2 separate regions of the Gossypium hirsutum genome follow, and region 1 is linked to region 2. A link is a contact called in public Hi-C data. All regions are on one chromosome and are shown on one strand. The core of a region is the stretch at or near the end of the contact, and the rest is flanking DNA. Distances in the headings are between cores, read along the strand shown. Region 1 holds the start of LOC121203706 ((+)-neomenthol dehydrogenase-like). Region 2 holds the start of LOC107952922.

Region 1 (7,588 bases), core at 115-2,614, 190 kb after region 2:
TGTTATAGTGAAGACTGTGTGAGCAAAAATTTTGGACGGTATTATTACGAAAATTATTAGTTTCGGACTTTTAATTTGAATTTAAATCATATTGAGTTCGATTTTTAGCCTTAATTTTTATTACATATTAGTCCACTATTGTATTTATTAGGTATTCTTTTTTTATTTATTTATTCTAAATTTTAGATTTTTTTTAAGTATTCTAAGTTATTTTAGAGTTTTATGTTTCTTAAGCCTAGTTTAAGAATATTTTTCAAAAGTGCTTTTGGGAAAGTACACTTTTAGCTTCTTAGAAAAATACTTTTGGGCCAATTTTTTGTTTGGGAGAAGCATTTTTTCTAGCAAAAAGCAGCTTATTTAAGAATACTTTTGTCCCAAAAGTATTTTTTTGTCCCCAAAGCATTTTGTAGAAGCATTCTTAATCTGACTATAAAGGCTTCTTTATTGTTCATTAAGGACAATTGTTTTTATTAATAAAGTTTTCAACTTTGGGAGTTAATTTTTTTGTGCAATATTTCTTTTTTATGATTTTTTTGACATAGTTTTCTTCTCGATTTTCTTCAAAGAGTTGTGAGAATTCATTCTTCAACCTTCAATTTGCTAAGGATTCATCATTCAATTTGCATTATTTCTTAGAGAGTTGATTAAAGTCATTAATCAAGTTTGTTATGATTTATATCTTAAAGGTTTCAATTGAACACTTATTCATCATATCATCGGGTTATTCATTCCATTTTCCATTTGTTTTATAATTTTTGTTCTTAAATTTCTTCTTTTAATGTTTTCATTTTCTTTAGTTTTAAATTTATTTATTTTTTACTTATAAAACAGATTTGAATCATTCTTTCTCAAGTCAAATAAATCTTAATCTTTTATATCTTATCACTTAAACTAAAATTTTACACCATTCAAGAAAATGCATGAAAAATGTATGGCGAACATCCCAAGATAATAGGAAAAGATGAATTAACCAATCAAAGAGTAGTATTCAGATTTGAGTAGCCCATAAATCGATTATAAATGCGAAGCTTTAACATCTTTTCAAATATGACCTCTTCCACCTATATTTTTACTCTATTATTGCTTTCAACCTTGCTTTTTCTTTACTAAAAACCGAATTAAGAGAGCGTCCCGACACATAAGCTACGACGCCTCTTAACTCACCCCCATTTTGCAGTTTCTAGTTACACACCACAGAATCCAGCTAGATGGTCACAGAGCACAGTCCGCCAACTACAAAAACCGATCTCCCTCCATTTTCCAAGCCTAAAAAAATTGACGTCAACGTGGAATTTGAAGAAAAATTGAAGAGACATATCATGGTATGTGAAGAAAAAAGTAGTACCTCTTGATTACTTCTGCCATTGATGATGTTAAGTAGAAAGGCCCCTATCTAGTCTGAAGTTTGAAAATGATGATCTAATAAATTAAAGAAGATAATAATCTTTTCATAGGCTTTTAGAGATACATATATAGGCAATCCTTAAATATCATAAATACTAAGCTAGAAAATGGTCCCTACCCTTCAAACCAGTTTGTGGTACCTAATAATCCAAATTCAGTCAACAAGACGCTTCAAATCAACCAAATTTGGCACCAAATTTAGACAGCTCAGTTAAGCCTTTATGAACCACAGAAGTGCAAACAATCTGTAATAATTGAGTAAATTTGTATTATTTACTTTCTGAGTTTTATTATTTATATTTTTTAAAAGATTTATCACTACAAATTTAACTTTAAAAAAAAAACACTAAAAATTGGAATTTTATGGGAAATATTTAAGGCAATATTCGTGATAGTCTTATGCACCATTATTTAATTATACAATAACATATTATTATCGATGTAAAACAAAAAAATATTGAAGAGTTTAAAAATAAATATGAATAATTTTATTTTAAAAAAATATTAATTATAATTATTAAATATAAATAAATATAAAAATATCCAAAATTCGAAACTCAAATCTAAAAACATCAAATATTAATTATAATTATTGAATAATTCTATTTTAAAATAAACAAAATTTTTAATTTATAATTATAATTATTTTTGAATGTATACGATTTCTTTTTTATTTTAACCAATAATTTTAAATTAAATAATGTGTGGGCAAAAATGTCAGTTTCGAGCAGCGGGAAAGGACCTGCAGAAATTTCTCTTTTGTTCATAAAAATCAACTCCCATTAAAAGCAACCATCTTTGAGGTAAAACTAAGTTTTTTGATGGATAAACTAAAACTAATATTGCCATATATATATGTTTAGGTTCAAAAGTTGGGCAATTCCCATATATTACAACTTATAACAGAAAATTTCAGATATAAAGTGGAATTTACAGAACAAATTTGCATTTCGCAACCAAATTTGTTGTCCATTTTCATCTTACTGTTGCATTGCATCTAAGTTGAGATTGCATTGTTGCCGTCGTCGTGGTGTCGCATCAAGGTTCCGGAGTTGCAGGCTCACTCTTCACAAAAAAGAGACCAGAAGGGCCACCTTTAGGCAAGAGTGCCAACTTAACAGGAGTCACAGCACCTTCTTCAGCAGTTATTGTACCAGTGTTGAGGTTTATATCAGTTTTGGCATATCCAGGGCAAACAGAGTTGATGCAGAAATCTGGGTACTTGTTTGCCAGAATCCTTGTATAGGCATTCAATGCTACTTTAGAGACAGTATAGGCAGAGATGAAGGTTGGCCATCCTTTACTTCCGTGTAAACCCTCCTTAAAATCTTTTAGATACTCAGTTATTAAGTCATTCAGTTTCTCCTCTGTTGTAACACCTGTTAACACTCCTTTAAGCTTTTCACCTTTACCCTGTAACAAAGAAACTTTTCCATCAACCATTTTTAAAGCTTATGATCTGAAATGGGATTTTACAGGAACTCGGGATTCTACCTTCAGCATGACTACAGAGGAGGAAACGTTTACGATCCTTGGCAAGTCGGATAGTTGCAGCAATGGAATAAGTGCTTCGGCAGTTCTTTTAGCGCCGTAGTAGTTTGTTTTTAGGCATTCTTCGGCTAACTCGTAATTGTCATCAGTCGCTTTACTCCATATATCACGCGAATTTACCTACATTTGTAACAAGCTATCATGACATAATCCCATCCGGCTACTTCTTTACTGTTTCTTCGAGTACCTATAAATCTATCAAAGTTTTACCACTCTCATATGTACGAAGACAGGGTTGATTCCACTCCATTATTTTTTAATCTATTAATGTTCAATGCATGTTTAATCGTCATTCACATATTAATAGATGAAAATATTGTAAATGAAAAAATAATGACGGAACAATTAAACATGCATTTAACCCTTTGAAAACGTGCCTAAGATAATAGAACTTTCTTTTTGGTACATTACAAATTGAGAGAGATGTCATAGCCAAAACTTATCCTAAACCTTTAATGACAATACAGAGTTCTTAACCACTATCCCCTTTTGAGTTAGAAAAGAAATAATAAGATAATTAGGTATCCATGACCCAATAGGTTATGTCCTGACACATGCTTTCTTAATAAAGGTAATTTAGCCAACATACCTCTGTACCAGGAGCAATCGAAAAGGTTGCACCTAATATCGCAGCATTGTTAACCTGCAAAAGAATAATTTATTAAGAAAATCTTAACATAGAAAATTAGGGTTCAGGTAATTATGGTATTTAAGTTGGATAATTGGTACCAAGATATCTAACTTGCCAAATTGTTTCTTCACAAAATCGGCCAGAGATGCAATGCTTTTTGGGTCTGCTACATCGCGCTGGTGAAAAACTAGATAATCCGAGAGACCAGAGTGTTTTAGACTTTCAAGAGCTTCAAGACCTCTTTTCTCATCTCTAGCTGTTAACACAACCATGATCCCATTTTGAGCTAATTGCTTACATATTTCAAGTCCAACACCCTTGTTTGCCCCAGTGACAACTGCATACCTGAAATAAGCAAATTCATTTCAAACCATTAGTTCAGAGAAGAAGCAGTTAATACCCAAATAAAATGGACCTATAGGCTATATCTATGTAAACCTCAAAGATAATAGTTTATTTGTTTAACATAAATATTTTCAAATGACACATAATGAATTCATTTTCTTCAATAAATAGAACGTGCTACATAAGTAACGAAAACAAATGATAAATGTACTGCCAACATTGTTAAAGAATAAGAAAAGTTGCATCAACCATAGAGTAATATTTAGATCTTAGCAACCCGTAAATCTATTATAAATGTTAAGCCTCAATCTTTTTCTCATATATGACCACACACAAAAACACAATTTTACTCTATTATCGCTTTTGTTGCAAAGTGGCCATCTATGCAATGGCGAACACAAATCGCACATCTACGAGCTCATTCAAAGATGCGAGCTCAGCAAAGATGCGAAGCTCACCAAATTTGCAAGCTCATCCAAAATTACGATTTCACCAAAGTTGTGAGCTTTGTTAGGCGAGCTTATGCATGCAAGCCCTTTCTTTCCAAGTTGTCAACTTGCCAAATTGCTCTGAAACGATAATATTTTTTGACAAGATGTTTTGGTTGCTAATTAGACTAAAATCAACTAATAGAGTGACAAGTTGTATTGTACAAGTTTCAAGACTTGCCAAGTTGTAATTATTTAATATTATTTTCAGATTATTTAAGCATTGTTATACATGTAAACTATAAGCCAAGTAATGAAATAGAAGATCATGACTTGATTGCTTCATTTTTTATATGTTTTTTTCTCTGTCTCAATCCATTTTTCATCAAATATCTAACAGCTTTTAACTTTGTTTTTTTCTCTACTAAAGCATTGACTTAAGTATTGAAATATATCTTGGAGCACAAGGTTTAACATCTCTTAATTCACCCATGTTTTATAGTTCACATATCACATAACTTAATTTACCCGCTACTAAGCCCGACTCACTCTATTCTACAAGTCTAACAAAAAAATGAATCAACATCAACAATTGGCACCATATATGGGAACTGATAAAAAAATCCATTGCTAAAATATTTCAGTTATTTCTTGTTGTTTGGATTCTTTATCTCTCATTTCCCTTTTAAAATTTCTCATGTTATTTTTGTTTTCATATTTCTCATTTTATTTTTAAATTTCTTACTATATTAACTTTTTTTTCCATTTTTTGTTTCTTAAACTCAAAAAATCTCATTTCAATTTTTGGATTTCTTTAACTTTACCAACATATTACACCCTCATTTTTATTTCTTATAGTTTCCTCAATTTTTAGATTTTTATGAGCTTCCTCAACACATTCAATCTCCATATTTGGAATTTTCTAATTATCCCAACACTTTAAAGTCATTTTTTTATCTTTTGAAGCTTCTTCAATGTTTATGTTATTCTTGGTTTTTTTTTTTAAGTTTTCCCAAATTTTTGGCTCATTAAAATTTTAAAAATTATTAAAAATTATATTAAATTAAAATTTTTTAAATTATTCATTCTTCGAATTATTTGATTATTTTTTACATTTAACATTTTTTTAAATTTAATAAGAAAAAAGATATATATTTTTTCTCTAAATCATTTTTTTATTTTTATATAGCCTAAAAGATACAAGTGCAATCAAAACATTGATACACATCTCAAGTTGTTAAAGAACAATAATTTTTAATATTTTTTTTAAAATTTTATATATTTTAGAAATATCTTCCCGAAAGAATTTGTACAAATAGTTATTTAGATTTATATTAAATTTATAATGTCCATATTTTGGATTTAAATTTTTAAATGATTTTTTATAATTTTATTTTTGAACTTTTTGAGTTTTACTCAATATTTTATAAATTTTAATAATTAATTTTAAAAAAAAATTTATAATTTAAAAAATTTTGAAGTCTAGAATGAACCTGAACAAATGATCGTCAAAGTTCGTTCCAAACATAAAAATTTTAAATATTCTTTTCAATGTTTAACTTTTTACTAAAATTTAACAACTCAATAACTTAATTAAATGCATTTCAAAACTTTTTAATCTATCGTTTTACACAATTCAAGGAAACACATAAGAAATGTGTTGCTAACATCACTAAGTAATAGGAAATTTTGAATTAGCCAATTATGGAATAGTATTCAAATTCAGGCAGCCGATAAATAGATTATAAATGCTAAATTTTAACATCTTCTCAAGTATGACCTATTTTACATGTATTTTTACTTGAATATCACCTTCAATCTTCCTTTTTTTTCTATCAATATACTAAACGTCTTAAAACATAAGCTCTGATGCGTCTTAATTCACCCTATTTTGTAGTTTACATACTAGAAAATCCAACTCCATTGCCACATAACCCAGTTCACCAACCAAAAAACAGACAGTAGCAGCATAGGATTTGAAGGAAAATTGAAGAGACATCTCATGGTGTGTGAAGAAAAAAGTAGTACCTCTTGGTTGCTTCTGTCATTGATGATGTTGAGTAGAAAGACCCTCGCTGGTTTGAAGTCTGAAAAGCTGATGATCTAATAAATTAAAGAAGAGAAAAATCTTTTCATATATTTTTAGAGATACAGATAATCCTTAAAATGCAAAAGTTCCTAGAAAAGGCTCCTTATATTTCGAACGAATTTGTGGTATCTAATAGATAGTCCAAATAAACCAAATCCCCACGTAACCTCCAACTGCCTTGCGGCGGACGTTTGGCGCAAAATTTTGACAGCTCAATTAAGCTTTTATCAACAAGATAAGCCTTTTGATTCAATGTAACGGAATAGGATTATAATCGAATAGAGTTGTAATTGAATAGAGCTATAATAGAATAGAATTGTAATCAGTAATTCAATTATTTGGTTGAATAGAATGAAATAGAACTATAATAGTATTATTATGTTTGGTTGAATGGAATGATGTTGTAATAGAAAAAAAAAACTAAAATGTCTAAAATACCCTTAGTAGAATTTTTTTTAAGTAGATAATTATTGTTATTGTTATTAAATTTCAATAAGATTATTATTAAAAATAATTTAATAAAAATAATAAATAATTTATCCATATTTTAACATAATTATTATTAAATATAATTTAATAAAATTCTTGATATAATTATTATTATATGAATTAAAAAAATAATATATAATCTAGCTTATTATTTTTAAACTGTAATATATATTTAATGGGCTAAAATATCATTAGCGTAACAAATAATTTAATTATTCTACAATAAAAAATAAAATATTAGAAGTAATAAATAACTTAAAAATTATATTTCATATCTAAACATAATATTCATCTATTAACAAAAAGTTACATGATTTCATTAGTTTATATGTCATAATCTATATGTTACAAAATTTTACAACATAAAAAAATTACAACATTATAATGACATTCTATCACGTCATTATACCATCCAAATATTACAAACACAAAAAGTTATCAAAATGAAAGTTCATATGCATTCACTTGTCCACTTTGGAGTGTTTCCTCTGAGATGGTCAATATGTATGAAATTTCAATTGGCAAATCCTTTGTCTTATTTTCTCTTCTCTGAAAAACCATTAGATGAGACAAGTCCATAAGTTCCAGAATCATTTATGGTCACCTAAAAGTGAAGTAGACTTTCACTCCCCAAAATCAACGTGTTAACTT
Region 2 (7,326 bases), core at 1,550-4,049:
GGTTCATTCTTAATGTGATTTTTTATATTTTTATTAATTTAATTATTTTATTTTTTTAAAATATATTTTTTTAATTTCAAAATAATAATATAGATAATCTGGTACTTTATAAAAAAATTTAAAAAATATAAACTTACAAAAATATATATTTGAAATGAATTTAGACAAATAGGTGTACAAATGTATATATATCTAGATAACCATTTGTCCATGTTCATTCTTGATATGAAAAATTACATATTTTTTAATTAATTAAAATTTTTAAAGTTTTTTAATTTTTAAAATTTATGTCTGTCACGTCGCATATTGAGAGGTTGCCACATGTCACCATCGAATTAGGTATTAGTGCCATGTAAACACAAACTAACTTGTGTTAGTGCAGAGATGCCAAGCTAGGTGACAGAACACAAGTTCTTAAACATCACAAATTAACCGGACACAACTAATCATTTCTACTAACTTCTTGAAACCTATAACAACTAGTTAACTGTCGTCGGACTTACTCGAAGGACTCAATAATTACATTAGTATAGTTGCTAGAGTAGACTGTGATAGTAGTGTTGACATTGGAATTCCATAAAAAAGCCAAGCTCCCATTACTACCAATTTTATCTACATAAAAGCAATTATCAGACTGAAGAGCAATACGTATTTTTGTTCTTTTTTTTGTAATGAACTAAAGTTTCTATAAGAAAAACAAACTTGAGCTTATTAGAATTTATCACCTCCTTCAGAGATAAAACCGTACGCCGGTTGCCCAAACCTCGACAGTTCCAAGATAAACAATTCATGGCTCCTGGTAGGTCCCTTTTAAGAGATCGGCTTATAACGAATGACCAGAGATAGAAGAGGGAGATAGATAGGCAGTTTCTCCAAACCCGCCCACCTTGCTATAATAACTTGTGATTGAGGAAAATAAGACTAGTTGACTTAAACTCTAGAGTGAGTCTCTATTGCACCAACGATCCCCTCATTTACCGACAAAACTCAGTTGTAATTTCTTCGGGCCATTCCCTAACAACCACTCCATCCCACATATCCAAAAATTTACAACAACTTGTTTCACCATGGCCCATTCGACAACACAGATAGCAAACCAATTCATAGCTGAAAGAAATCATCAAAACATTGTCCATTTGTCTTTGAATCTTTTTCTTTCTCATCAATGATTCTCTTATGTCAAGCAGGACGTGAATGTGCATAAAACTATTAAACACATTCCCTTTGTTACTTGCGTCATAGTTTAGAGAAGTTCCTATAAGACCTCTTAGGCTTTTAGCAAGATTAATAGATGCTAACCTTGGGGGCAAGTTATGAACTTGGACCCAAAAATTGACAAATGAAAACTCAATATTTTCAGGGTTCTCACCCTTAGCTAACTGATAGATAAGTAATAAACAATTACTAAACAATCATGGACCTCTTGAAATCATCTTTTTAAGATCTACAAAATGATAGAACTTAATAAGATAAAGGTCCCCAAACCAATAGGTTAAATAATAGAGTATGCCTATCGCAGCAAAATTAGTGAACTATTCCCCAAAACTTTGCCAAAAAAAAAGAAAGAAAGATCATAGTTGATGTCATCCTCCAACACATTTTCCACGTTAATCACCAGTTTGGCTTCTTCTTTTTCCTTCAAGGGAAGGATCTGAAAGTCTGACTCCATAACAAACAAAACAATAAAACAACATAATAAGATAAAAGCAAACAATGAGGATAAATTGACAAAGCAGTACTAAGCATGCACAAAGGCATGCTCCCGAAAAGAAGAAAATCAATTAGAAAAAATTAACAAAGCAATCCCAAACATGCACAAAAGGCATGACTTGCTCGCGAAAAAAAGCCTTAAATTTATTTTCACTTAAGACTTTTTAACTTAATTTTAATTTTATTTTGAGTTAATTGTTTAATCTGGATAGCTGCATTTTTATGTTTTTTTTCCTTAAATTATACTTTTGGTCACTTTAAAATAGAGTTTATATTCTAATTAAAAATAATTATTTAAATAAATCACTGTGCTTAAAAATTCCGGTCAAGAATTGAGATACCCTATTCATCCGTACGGTTGCTGGTGGTAGGGAATGGCTTTGGTGCTTTTAGAGAGTATCTTCAACAATACTCAACATATAGTGAGCCACGGTTGCCCAAATCCGCTATCATAAAAATCCTTGAAAATAGTTACACAAGAAGGAACCATGTTTACTCTATTTTTGTAAAATTGTATAATATTTGGATTAATTTTATATATTTGTACTAATTCGAATTTTTATTTTATTATCATCCATCATACACACTTAGCAATATCAATTTTAGTACCTGGTATGTATCTCATGAGTCATATGTTACATCGTTGAATTTTTAAAATTTATATAATGATAAATCAATAAGTCTTACTAGGAGATTTTATGAAAATTTTACACTTAGACCTTTTTAACATTGCTTATTAAAAATGTTTTTGAGTCAAAAAGCATTTTTAAATAAAAGCTAAAGTTTTTTATTTTTATTTTTAGCTAAAAAAAGTATTTAGCTAAAAAAATAAATTAAAAATGCTTTTATCTTAATAAATATTTTCAAGATAAAAATATTTTTTAAAAATAATGTTAAACTGACTCTTATTAAAGGAACGGAATTTGACCAGGTGGACCATTAACAAAGTCTCTACTCGAGCAAAGTGAGGTGAGGTTTCTATATATAGCTTCTTAGTAGGAGAGAATATTGATGAACCCAGCTAGCCGCTTGGCACTCAGCAATCTACCTTCTTCGTTTATTATATCTGTTTCCTCCCTCACCCAGTAAATGAGCTGAATCCATAACAGTAAGCAAGTCGTTTTCCCTCTTTTCTGCATGTAGATTTGTTAACATAACTTACCTCCAAGGCATTAGTGACGGAAAGTCCAAAAGAAACCTTTTTCAACTAAAAGAAAAGTTAAATGAAACCAATGCAACATTACTAATTGAACTCTCTAACTGGGATTTTCTAGCCGAGAAATAGAAGAAAACAGGCGGCGCGTGTTTCATCCGGGTCAAAGGATAAGTAACCATCTACTACCACCAAAACAAAGTTCAAAGCGGGACCCTCCGATAATGTGTCAATTTTGGCTTCTAGTTGTAAATAATTTCTCGACCCTCATCTCAGTGACGAATTCAAAACAAGAAGTTAAATTATAATTTTTATGATAGCAAAAATATAATTTTAATAATTTATATATTTATAATTTTAAAAATTAAATTAAATTTTTAATATTTTTAAATGTTAATTTTATTTTTATTAATTTAAAAATTTTCCATTTTAGGACGCTGCCCTGCCAGCTTGCCTGCCTGCCTGATCTTATTGTATTTATTTAGTTATCATCATAATTATTAAGAACCCAGACTTCGTTTTTCAGATTCTAATCAAGCAACTGATCGGTTTAATTACAGGGGAGAGCTATAATTTAGATTGCGGAGAAGAAAACTCGGCGGCGAGACAATTTCTCAACTCTTTTACTTTGAATCTAAGGTAAATTTCTGAATTCATCAGTAAATCAATAATAGCGTAGCTTTTGGTGTGAACTTCGTTTTGTTTTCTGAATCTTCAACAGATATCAATGGAAAAACAGACCTACGAAGAAATTCATGACTGCCTGATCAAGCCGGTTAGCTTAATTTATCAGTTTTTAGAAACAAGTATCCAAGGTAGTTTCCGGAGGCTGAATTGAATTGTTGTATGTTAAACTGCAGAGAATCAATCCTCAAAGAAGAAAAGACAAAGTTTATATTGGCTGTGGAGCTGGGTTCGGTGGTGACCGGCCAATGGCAGCTAAAAAATTGCTTAACAGAGTCAAAGAGCTGAATTATATTGTTCTTGAATGTTTAGCAGAACGTACTCTTGCAGAACGATACCAGGCTATGGCGTCCGGCGGTGATGGCTATGATTCTAATAGTATGTTTATGTTGCTTTCAATTGTTTTGAATTCAAGCTTATTTATGTTTTATTTTTGGGTTTTCTCTAAAATGTTTAATTTCCAGTTTCAGAATGGATGTCTCTGCTACTACCTTTGGCTGTGGATAGAGGAACTTGTATAATTACCAACATGGGTGCAAGTATGAGAATTTGAAAACATCGTTTCAAATTTTGAGTTGTCTGCCAAATTTCACCAAATGCTTTGTGCTGATGTTCAAAGTTGTGTTTGATCTTTTCTTTTCATACTGAGCATATTGATTCTTTCCTGGATAGTGGATCCGGTCAGTGCTCGAGAAAAGGTTTTAGAAGTTGCCAGCAGCCTTGGGATTCGTTTGTCTGTTGCTGTGGCTCATGAGGTCTTTGTTAATGAATCGGGTATGCTCATCAAGTTAGCCCCTTTTAAATTTAAGTTAATCATGTATGAGAATTTTGCTGGTGAGTTCAGATAACTGACAATTGTATGATCTTCATTTTAGAAACTATGGTCAGTATATTGTTGTGTGCAATTCAGAATTTTCATTCATTGTGTTTAGCAATATTCTTGGACTCCAAATGAGAAATATTTTTAAATATTCAGGTTCAGGATCCTTGCCTGAGAAGCTGGTTAACATGGAAGGTGTAAGAATCTGGTACTCCTTTGCATGTACCGTTCATTGGCCTTTTGTATCTTCTTTTTGGTTTTAGATAAAAGGATTAATGATCTGGTTTTCATCTGCATGTACGTTTTTTCATCTTTAGTTATGAAATTTCATGAGAAATGCAAACTCTTGAGCTCTATCTTGTTTAATTCTTTGAAGGGTGTTAGCACATATCTGGGAGCAGCCCCAATAGTCGCATGTCTAGAGAGATACCAACCAAATGTTTTAATTACTTCAAGGGTCGCTGATGCCGCACTATTCTTAGCACCAATGGTATGAAAATCTAACCTTTCTTTTCATTACTTGGCTTTAGGTTTTCCCTTTTCTGAGTCTTAGTATAATTCTCTAGGTTACTTTTACTTATCGCAATTATGGTTCTATTCATTAGTTATCATAATTATATTTGACAGTGTGCTGATGTTTAGGCTATGCTATGGCTAGCATTAATGTATTTAATCAAAATTATATAATTGGTTTTGATAAGGTTTACGAACTGGGCTGGAATTGGGATGACTTGGAGCTATTAGCACAGGGATCTCTGGCAGGACACCTTCTAGAGTGTGGTTGTCAACTCACAGGGGGATACTTCATGCATCCAGGTTAGTTAGGCTTTGTCTGTCTTTATGATAACATCGGAAATAGGTCGATTAAAATAGAGAATTTTGATTGACTCGGTTTCATTGTGCTGCATTTTCTCCAATCTAGCGGACAAGAACCGAAACTTGTCTTTCCCAAATCTCCTGGATCTATCACTGCCATATGCTGAAATTTCATCAAGTGGGGAAATATGTGTCATGAAAGCAGAAGGTAGTGGCGGGATTTTAAATTTCGGCACTTGTGCTGAACAACTACTTTATGAGGTTGGAGATCCAAGTGCTTACATTACACCTGATGTTGTAAGTTGAATTTATATTTGTACCTAAAACTACACTGATGGGGAAAACTAAACAAAAATGGGCTTCTTGTAACTGCAGGTAGTTGATTTTCGGGGTGTTACATTTCAGCCATTATCTAGATCTAAAGTTCTCTGTATTGGTGCAAAGCCATCTGCTCATCCTGTTCCTGATAAACTTTTGCAGTTGATTCCGAAGGTAACCTTCTATCCTGAAGGAAATATTTAGCTTAAAGGACTTTTTTTTTTTATTATTTGCTTCAGTCCTGCAGCAGATGGCTTGTAGGTATTTCAACAAAGCGTCAATTTCCATATTTCTGTATTTGAATAAAGCATGTATTCTCTCTTCACTCTATGATTGAGGGAACCCCATTGTTACCTCGTTGCAGCTCCTGTCCCCCCCCTCGCCTCCCTCTAGTTATCTCAATTATTTTCTAGTCACAGATATTACTTCAGTGGGTCTAATGTCTTCTAAGGTTGTTTCTATGCTTTCTAATTTATCTTGTTTCCAGCACCGTGGATGGAAAGGATGGGGTGAGATATCATATGGAGGATATGAATGTGTCAAACGTGCAAAAGCTGCTGAACTTCTTGTAAGTCTGCTGTAAAAGAGAATGTTTGATGGTTTATTACTCTCTGATTCTGAATGACATTCTTTGATATTGATCATCGTCTTTAAAAGCATTTGAAATACTTTGCTCATTGTTTCCTTTGGACTCTTGGTATCCCTTTTGTTTCTTCATATATTAGGTTAGGTCATGGATGGAAGAGGCATTTCCTGGTGTCAGTTCCTGTGTTCTTTCTTATATAATTGGACTGGATAGCTTGAAAGCTACCAGCATTGGTAACCATCTATCATCATGGAGAGCCAGTGAAGACATTCGGCTACGCATGGATGGACTGTTCCAGGAGAAGAAACACACACAGCAACTTGCTAAAGAGTTTACTGCATTATATACAAATGGACCGGCCGGCGGTGGTGGTATCAGGTATATTTCCTTCTAATTTTATATCTATGATATGTACCATATACATGTACAAAGAACTAAATGCCAATAGTTAATGTGTAAAGTTCCCTGGTTCTGGATAATGCCAATGGTTCATATGCTGTATTCATGTACGCATGGATGGCGAGTTTCTTCTTTGGCTCTATGATCTTTGTGCCTAACCTATGATGTTTATGTTTATCATCTCATGCAGCACTGGTGTCAAGAAGGAAATTTTTCTGGAAAAACAGTTGGTACTCTCCGTTCCCTCTTCTTCCTTTAAATAAATTCTTGGTCCTTGAAATCCTTAATGTTGAACTTGAAACTGTAATCAGGCCAACATGTTGTTGTTCGAACTATTGAATTCATGTTTATGAATGTGCTTATGCAAAGTAATCTGTTTCCTTTCTACTTAGATCAGTCGAGAACATGTTTTCTGGCGGATAGGGGCAAAGCAAACAGAAGTCAGTGAACATGTCTTTGCAGATGTTACAAAGGCCTGCATTTCAGCTGAACTGGCATTGCCACCATTTCAACTAGAAGATATGCAGAACTCTTGCCTAGAATATGGTTTGTCATCGGAAATCAGCCTCTCAGCAGCTCAGTCTAGTCAAAAGATTCCACTCTATAGTATAGCCCACAGTAGGGCTGGAGATAAAGGAAACGACTTGAACTTCTCCGTCATCCCACACTGTCCGCAGAACTTTGAGATGCTGAAGCTTATCATAACACCCCAGTGGGTTAAGAGTGTGATCTCAGTCCTTCCGGATGCATCTCCAAAGGCCATTGATAAGACAAAACAATTGGTGAAGGAAGATAAAGTACAGGTGGAAATCTATGAAGTCCATGGAATTCAGTCTTTAA

The links. A called contact is a pair of places that touch in the nucleus more often than the background predicts.
Region 1: a Hi-C map of leaf shows a contact between it and region 2, with 2.4 times the contacts expected there. The contact joins the promoter of LOC121203706 here to the promoter of LOC107952922 in region 2. A contact is called at or near these places in 12 of 34 Hi-C or Micro-C datasets (callus, fibers, hypocotyl and 3 more).

Annotation. Positions count from the first base shown.
Region 1 is chrA07:33,655,828-33,663,415 of Gossypium_hirsutum_v2.1, forward strand. LOC121203706 ((+)-neomenthol dehydrogenase-like) reads right to left here and starts at 1,365. Exons shown (of 3, transcript XM_041074146.1): 1 at 1,346-1,365. The coding sequence starts at 1,365. LOC107952923 ((+)-neomenthol dehydrogenase) reads right to left here and starts at 6,721. Exons shown (of 5, transcript XM_016888129.2): 1 at 6,388-6,721; 2 at 3,685-3,931; 3 at 3,545-3,598; 4 at 2,899-3,075; 5 at 2,236-2,817. The coding sequence starts at 6,407. The coding sequence ends at 2,443. LOC107952924 reads right to left here. Exons shown (of 5, transcript XM_016888130.2): 5 at 7,190-7,588. The coding sequence ends at 7,542.
Region 2 is chrA07:33,463,379-33,470,704 of Gossypium_hirsutum_v2.1, forward strand. LOC107952922 reads left to right here and starts at 2,800. Exons shown (of 15, transcript XM_041118011.1): 1 at 2,800-2,818; 2 at 3,424-3,502; 3 at 3,585-3,638; 4 at 3,724-3,925; 5 at 4,012-4,086; 6 at 4,220-4,321; 7 at 4,524-4,564; 8 at 4,744-4,857; 9 at 5,069-5,183; 10 at 5,290-5,480; 11 at 5,559-5,675; 12 at 5,989-6,069; 13 at 6,227-6,465; 14 at 6,677-6,716; 1 more. The coding sequence starts at 3,591.